Regions from separate parts of the Oryctolagus cuniculus genome. Here region 1 is linked to region 2. Evidence: chromatin contacts called from public Micro-C data. All regions are on one chromosome and are shown on one strand. The core of a region is the stretch at or near the end of the contact, and the rest is flanking DNA. Distances in the headings are between cores, read along the strand shown.

Region 1 (3,166 bases), core at 35-2,534, 50 kb after region 2:
AGCGGGCCGCCAGCCACCGCAGTGCCGAGCCGGGCCGCCTCAACAGCCCCCGCACAGAGAGGCGTGTGAGGCCCGCAGGACTGGTCCATCGCGGCACAAAGCCCGGCAGAAGGAATGAGATCGGTCAGGCCCCGCGCGGCCCTGGCTCGGGACCAGGGTCTCCCCTCGGGTGTGCGGCGGCCTAGGCGAGGCAGTGCTGGGAGGCGGAGACCGCAGGTGGCCCGGACGCGGTGAAACCCCGGGACTCGTCGTAAGGGTCCGGTACCCCGCGTGCCAGGACCCGAGTCCTCCGGAACGCTGGCTTTGGCTCCGGGCGTCGCGTCCCGCGCTCCGCGCCGTCCTTCGCCTCCCCGGGCCCAGGCAGCATCACTCCGCGCCTCCCGCAGCCCGCCCGCCCCCGGCCGGCCACAAGGGCCGCTTTGTGCGCGCGGCTGGAGCGCCCCGGCCCCAACGCTGGGCTGGCCCTGCGCGCGGGCGCTCGCGGGCTGGGTCAGCAGACGGGCCGGGCTGTTTACACAGGAAGGGAGGGCTCCTCCTCCGCCCGGCACGGCACTAGAGGCCGACGACAACCTGGCGGAGCTGCACGAACCGGGTGGCGCAAGTACCTCGGCAGCCCCCCGCCGGCTGTGCCACCTGGGCGTGCCCCGAAGGCGCCCTCCACTCGAAGGCAACGCCTCCCGGCCCGGCCCCCGAGCGCGACAAAGTTTCTTTCCGCGCGGCCGGCGGTGCGGCTTACCTGGGAGCCGGGGCACCAGCGCGCAGAGCACGAGCAGGCAGGCGTACAGGGGCGCCAGCGCCCGCGGCATGGTGGGCGCCCGGCTCAGGGGCGGCGCGGGCGGCGGGCTCCACGGGGGCGGGTGTCCAGGGCCGAAGCGCGGGGGCCTAGGGCCGGGGGCCGCAGCTGCATACCCCGCGCGCAGCTCGGGCTCACGGCGTTCGCGGCCCGGCGGGGGCTGGTGGCGGCTACGCTGGCCGGAGCCCGGCCGCCGCCACCAGCCCTCCCGCAGCCCTCGCAGCCAAGGTCCGGGGCCGCCGCGGACCTGGCCGACCGGACGCCGGGTGGTCGCCGCTCAGGACGGTCCCGGCGGGCTGCTTTGAGCAGAGCCTAGGAGGGCAGGGACCGGACCGGCGGCGGCCGCGACTGGGCTCCGGGACGCGCCGGCCGCTGAGGCTGCCCGCACGCCGGCACGCTCCGGCCCTCGCCTCCGCCCCTGCCTTTCCTCCCTCCGGCCCGCCAGGCTCCACTTTCCTCCTCTCCTCTCTCCTCTCTCTCTCCCCCGCCCGGCCGCCGCACGGTCAGTTTACAGCCAGGCGGGACGGGGCGGAGCGAGCTCCGGGGCCAAGGCGGCTCCGCCCTGCGGGGGACCCGCCCGGGACGCCGAGGCCCCAGGGCGCCCAGGTGGGAGCCCCTTCCGGCGCGCGTGGGGCGGAGGGTGCTCTAAACCCCCGGGAAGAGGCTCGAGCGCTTTCTAAGGCGGTCGCTCGGATTAGGGTGCGGGACGCGCTCCTGGAGCGAGCAGGGGCGACCAGGGCTAGGCCGGGCGAGACCTGAGGAGGGAGGGCAGGTGGGGCGGGGCTGGGGGGTCGTGCAGCGCCGCCTCGGGGACACGGGACGTAGAGAGCGCATGGGCAGCGCCAGGTGTCGCGCTGGGAAAGCAAGGGAAGCCTGCGCGCATGGAGGCCCCGGGGGAAGCCAGTTCACTTATACTGACGTGTTGCCTCTCTCGAGGATTCCAGACAGCCAGTGTGCCTCCAGCTTTGATGTCCCTCACCTGGATAGCTGGTAGTTTTGGATACATGCCAAAGGCCACGCTCAGGCTGGAGTCTTAACATTTACGTTTGAGCTGGGCCTGTGCTTGACAGTAAAGGGTGAGCTGGGACCTCAGCCAGCTCCTGCAAAGGGCACGAGAGTCGTGGTGGGACCAGGACAAATGGGTTGGGACTGGAATGGTTTACAGGCATGCGAAGAGGTGGCATTCCCGTAGAAGAAGTGGTTTTGGGTCTCTAGCGTGCAGACAGAGCTCCATGCTCCCCAGGCCCTGTGCCAAACACTTGGACCCATGCTAACTCACTGAATCCTCACCACAGCGCTGCCGAGCGAGTAGCAGCTGGCATCCCTTTCCCAAAAGTTCGGAACGACTTGACCAAAACCAGAAACAGCAAGGAGCAAAATGGTCACATCTTTGCAAGTCGACAGCAAGGGAAAGAAGGCTTGCCAAGGCCACCCGGGGAACTGTCCCAACCGCCCAGCTTCAAGACTCTGGATCTGAATCTTCAGGCCCCTCCCCACCTGAGCCAAGGAGGGGCCCCATAAGGCTAGAAGAAGCAAACTTACTGCAGCCCACAGCAACCCCTACCTCTCACCCACAAACTGCATGCAAATTGTTGAATACACCATATTATCCACATGTTTGTCCTGAAACACTTTCCGGAAAAACCGGCCCCAGATTTACCTTGGGACTCCCTGCCCCTCTGGGCAGTGGCCTTGGGGCTACTCCCATCCAAGCTTGAGAGGCAGTGATAATAAATAATGGGAAGCTCGGGGAAGAGTTTGAACTGGGAGATATCTAGCCAAGTGGCAGAGATGAGTAGGATGGAGTCGATGGAATGAGAGCTGAGTCCCAGAAGCTGGGTAGATAATGTGTGAACAGGTCTAAGAATAGCTTGCATTTATGAAGCATTCTAAAAACTTGGCCAGTGGGGTCACTCTTCTCTACCCTTACTCGAGTGCTTGCCTAACTTGAAATATCCCAGTACAGACCACCACATACCTGGGCTGCACCTGGAAAGTGCTGTGCTCAAACCTGCCCCGCTCTCACCTGCCCAGACCTGCCAGAAGCCACTGAATCCCGAGCGATCCCTGCCCCATTATCTTAGCGCTGGCTTAGAGATGCTGCTGTAATTCCTCTGAAGCTTTTGCTTTCTGGTGCCTGCCTGCCTTTGTCCTGTGTGAGAACCCATGACTGTTTATTAAGCTGCTGCAGATCAGAGGTGCCCCTCAGGGCCTGCCTTCCTCCTGCTCAGTACTGGCTCCCCTGGGGCAGGGGGCAAAGGGAGTCCTTTCTGATGGCCCTTGAACCAGTCTCCACGCTGGCCCCTTCAGGAACATTCCATGCCTGAAGGAGGCTGCTAGTGGCATCAGTTTGACTCCCAGGGTTGAACCTGG
Region 2 (3,192 bases), core at 420-2,919:
CCCACCCATTAGCCCACTCCCCAAATGCCTACCACAAGCACAAGTGGGCCAGGTTGAACCTAGGAGCCCGGAACTCCGTCCAGGTCTGCCATGTGGGTGGCAAGGGCTCCAAGTCCTTGAGCCATCACTTGCTGCCTCCCAGGTGTGCATTAGCAGTAAGGTGGATCAGATGCAGAGCCAGGACTAGAACCCAGGCACCCCTATATGGGGGGGGGGTCAGCAAAGCGTCTTAACCCTGGCCCCAACACTCGCCCCAGGACTGCAGTAATGGACATGTCGCAGGAAGCATGGTAAATGCCACGAGGCAGCCTGGTCTAACGGAGGGTGGGTGGGCTTGGGCGCGGGGACTGGGGTGTTCCTGAATTCAGAGCATGTTTGTTCGCCAGGTGTTTAACAATGAGCTGCTCAGTGCCGGGTGGTGAGCGTGGCACGGGGGCCATGCAGCCGTGAGGAAGAAGCCACGGCCCCTGTCTTCAGAGGCATCGACACACTCAAGAGGAGGCAGAGACATCACTCGAGTAACGCGGCTGCTCTGACGGGGCCCCACGCCTGGTGCCGGGGGCCACGACCTGGGCAGGAAGGTTGGTCAGGGAGGTGTCCCTTACAGATGGGATGAGGCGTGGACAGGAAAGCCAGGTGGGGGGGAGTGAAAAGGTGAAGATGGGACGGAGGGGAGGGAGGGCTTCTGCATAGCCCACCACACAGCGGACGCCGGGGAGCACAGGACGCACACCACCGAGACGCAGCCCCGGTGGGACCCACGGACCATGGCGGGCTGCGGCCAACACTGGCTCGCCGACCGGCTGTGGGATGTGGATGGACGGTGGGGGAGACTGCGTGCTGGGGCGGGCTGGGAGGTGGTGAGCTCTGTGCTTTCTGTCCAATCTCGCCGTGAACCAAAAATGGCTCTAAAAAACAAAGTCTATTAATAAAAAGAAAGAAAACCAGGGATACGGGGGAGGGGTGTCCCAGCAGAGCAAACAGTGCGGGCAAAGGGCCGTGCTGAGTCAGAGTGGCTGACTCAAGGTCACAGAGGCGGAGACAGGGCAGTGCCAGGGTGGCGCAGGAGAAAGGCCCTGTCTTGTCTCCTCTCTGCCACGTCGGCATCCCAAGCTAGCAGGGGCCCCTAGCCTGGCGTGAGAGACAGATGCCCCACCTCGGTCACCGCAGAGGTCATGACAGCGGTCACTACAGTGGCCTCCTGGTCTTCCCCAGAGACACTTCCTGAGAGCAGAGGGGGAGGGCAGGCCCTGGCGGGTTCACACTGGAGGGTATGGCGGGATGCATACTCTCACCCGTGCCCTCCTGACTGTGTCCAGCTGGAAGCCGGCCAGCATCTCCTCATCTCGGCACAGCAGCTGCTGGCGGGGCAGTGACACCCATGGCACAGCAGGCCGTGGCTAGTGGAAACCCAGCCAGTGGAGAGATCCAAAGTGCACATTAAACCCCAATTACCTGTAACCCAGACAGCTGCGGACAACCTTCGGTCACCCCACCTGACAATAACGCATGCCCAGATGGAACCCGATACTTGCACAGGGCTTCCGGAAGGCTCTGGGGCGGGGGGGGGGGGGGGGAGGCGGGCAGGCAGCCTGGGATCCAGTCCCAGAAACCCAACGTGCAATCAGCTGGCAGACAGGGAGCCCAGGCAATACCCACAGGTGACACGGAGCACAGGGGAGGGGCTGCCTTCCTCAAGGGAAGACCAAGTTGTCCTTGGAAAAACAACAAAAGTCTGAGGCTAAAAGCAACCAGGGCAGGTCAGCAGAAAGCAAAGCCTCGATGAGGGGCGGGGAGCGGGGGAGGCAGAGACGGAGCTCCTCCTGTGGGACCGGGGCACCGTGCACCTCCTACAGGCTGCAGCAGCCCCTGCTGGGCCTCGCTCACGCAGAACCAGGAAGGAGACGAAGGCGGAATCGAGAGCCCTGAGAGAAGACGGACAACGGGTGAGACCAAGTCCTGGAGGGAAAGGAACGGGCAGGCGCAGCTGGAAGCGTGCCGGCGCTCCTCCCCTCCAACCCCGGCCCCAGCATGGGCATTCTGGACAACAGGATCCTGAATCCACAGCCCCTCTCTCCTCACTGCCCTGTGGCCGCTGTCCAAAGCACCCAGTCACTGGGCGTGGGCTTTAGGCTCCGCCAAACCCTGGCTCCACTCCTTGCTAAGAAAAGGCGTCATTAATCACCGACATACTCGGCTGCCTCACCTCCAAAATGGGAGCCACTGCCAATACTCCGTGGGGTTCTTAGAGGAACCAAGACACTGGACCCAAAACATCTGGCCCATGGAGGATGCCAGGCCCAGGGCAGGCCGTTCTTAGTCTCCAGGGGGCCACAGGTTCCATGTTCCTGAGAAAGCCGAGGGGAAGCACCATGGTCTCCTCTTTGACCAGCAAGTCCCGGCCAGCAAGACTCGATCCAAACCAAACAGTGCATTCGCCCACAAACTCACTGTGTTGACTGTTGGGCTTAGTCACCCACCTGTCTCTGAGAGGACAGAAATGCTGTAAAAATGTCACCCACACAAAGCAAAATTCGAGAATCAGGATGAAGGGGAAGGGGGAGAGCGCCGTAGGCAGGACTGTGTGGGCAGCCAAGGTGCAAACCAGCAGATGGGCGCTCCCTCTCTCTCAAAAAACAACTCCCCAAGCCAGAGTCTGCCTGAAGGGTCTGATGACAAACGCTAGGGCGCTAGGAGGCACGCGGGGCACCACAGACCTCATTGCCTGCTGCCTGCGAGAAGCAGCTCGCAGCATTACTGTGCAGCCAGCAGGTACCAGCCATGCCCAAGCACAGAGACGCTCCTCTGACCTGCCAGCCGAGTGCTGACAGGCAGCAGGGAGCCCAGAGGCCCCTCTGTCCACCCAAGGCCAAGGACGCTCCCTGTTTCAGGAGAATAGGGATGCAGCCGCAGTTCCAGCCTGGATCACTCGGCACCCTTCCACCCGCACAATTGCAGGACAAACACCTCAGAGTCAGCTTCCAGAGAGCCCTGGGAGAGCAATCAAAGTGGTAATGGGAGAACCCATTATGCAGACCAAGGAAAAGCATAGAATGGGTTCAGTCACTGGCTTCCAGATAAAGATAAGCAATTAAAGGCAGGCACATTCTCCAATTGCAGTCCAGCTGGGAACAGTATCTTGGAAAAAAAAAATGCCTGCAGTGATGAGAGAGGCGCTCCCTTAGCTGTGAA

Evidence for each region. Hi-C and Micro-C count contacts between places; a contact is called where the count stands out from the background.
Region 1: a Micro-C map of ear pinna shows a contact between it and region 2, with 2.3 times the contacts expected there. The contact joins the promoter of ITGB5 here to the enhancer-like site in region 2. A contact is called at or near these places in 6 of 6 Hi-C or Micro-C datasets (ear pinna, embryonic fibroblasts, liver and 3 more).

The regions. Positions count from the first base shown.
Region 1 is chr4:81,117,440-81,120,605 of mOryCun1.1, forward strand. It overlaps ITGB5 (integrin subunit beta 5), which reads right to left and starts at 1,285. Exons shown (of 15, transcript XM_017347042.3): 1 at 737-1,285. The coding sequence starts at 806.
Region 2 is chr4:81,067,117-81,070,308 of mOryCun1.1, forward strand. All of the region lies in intron 5 of ITGB5 (integrin subunit beta 5), which reads right to left. Among named protein-coding and RNA genes, the nearest start is that of ITGB5, 50 kb to the right of the region's middle. Within about 2 kb of position 1,670, at least 3 of the 8 cell types and tissues checked have an H3K27ac peak or open chromatin away from gene starts, as enhancers often do. A contact at or near this core is called in ear pinna, where this site is marked.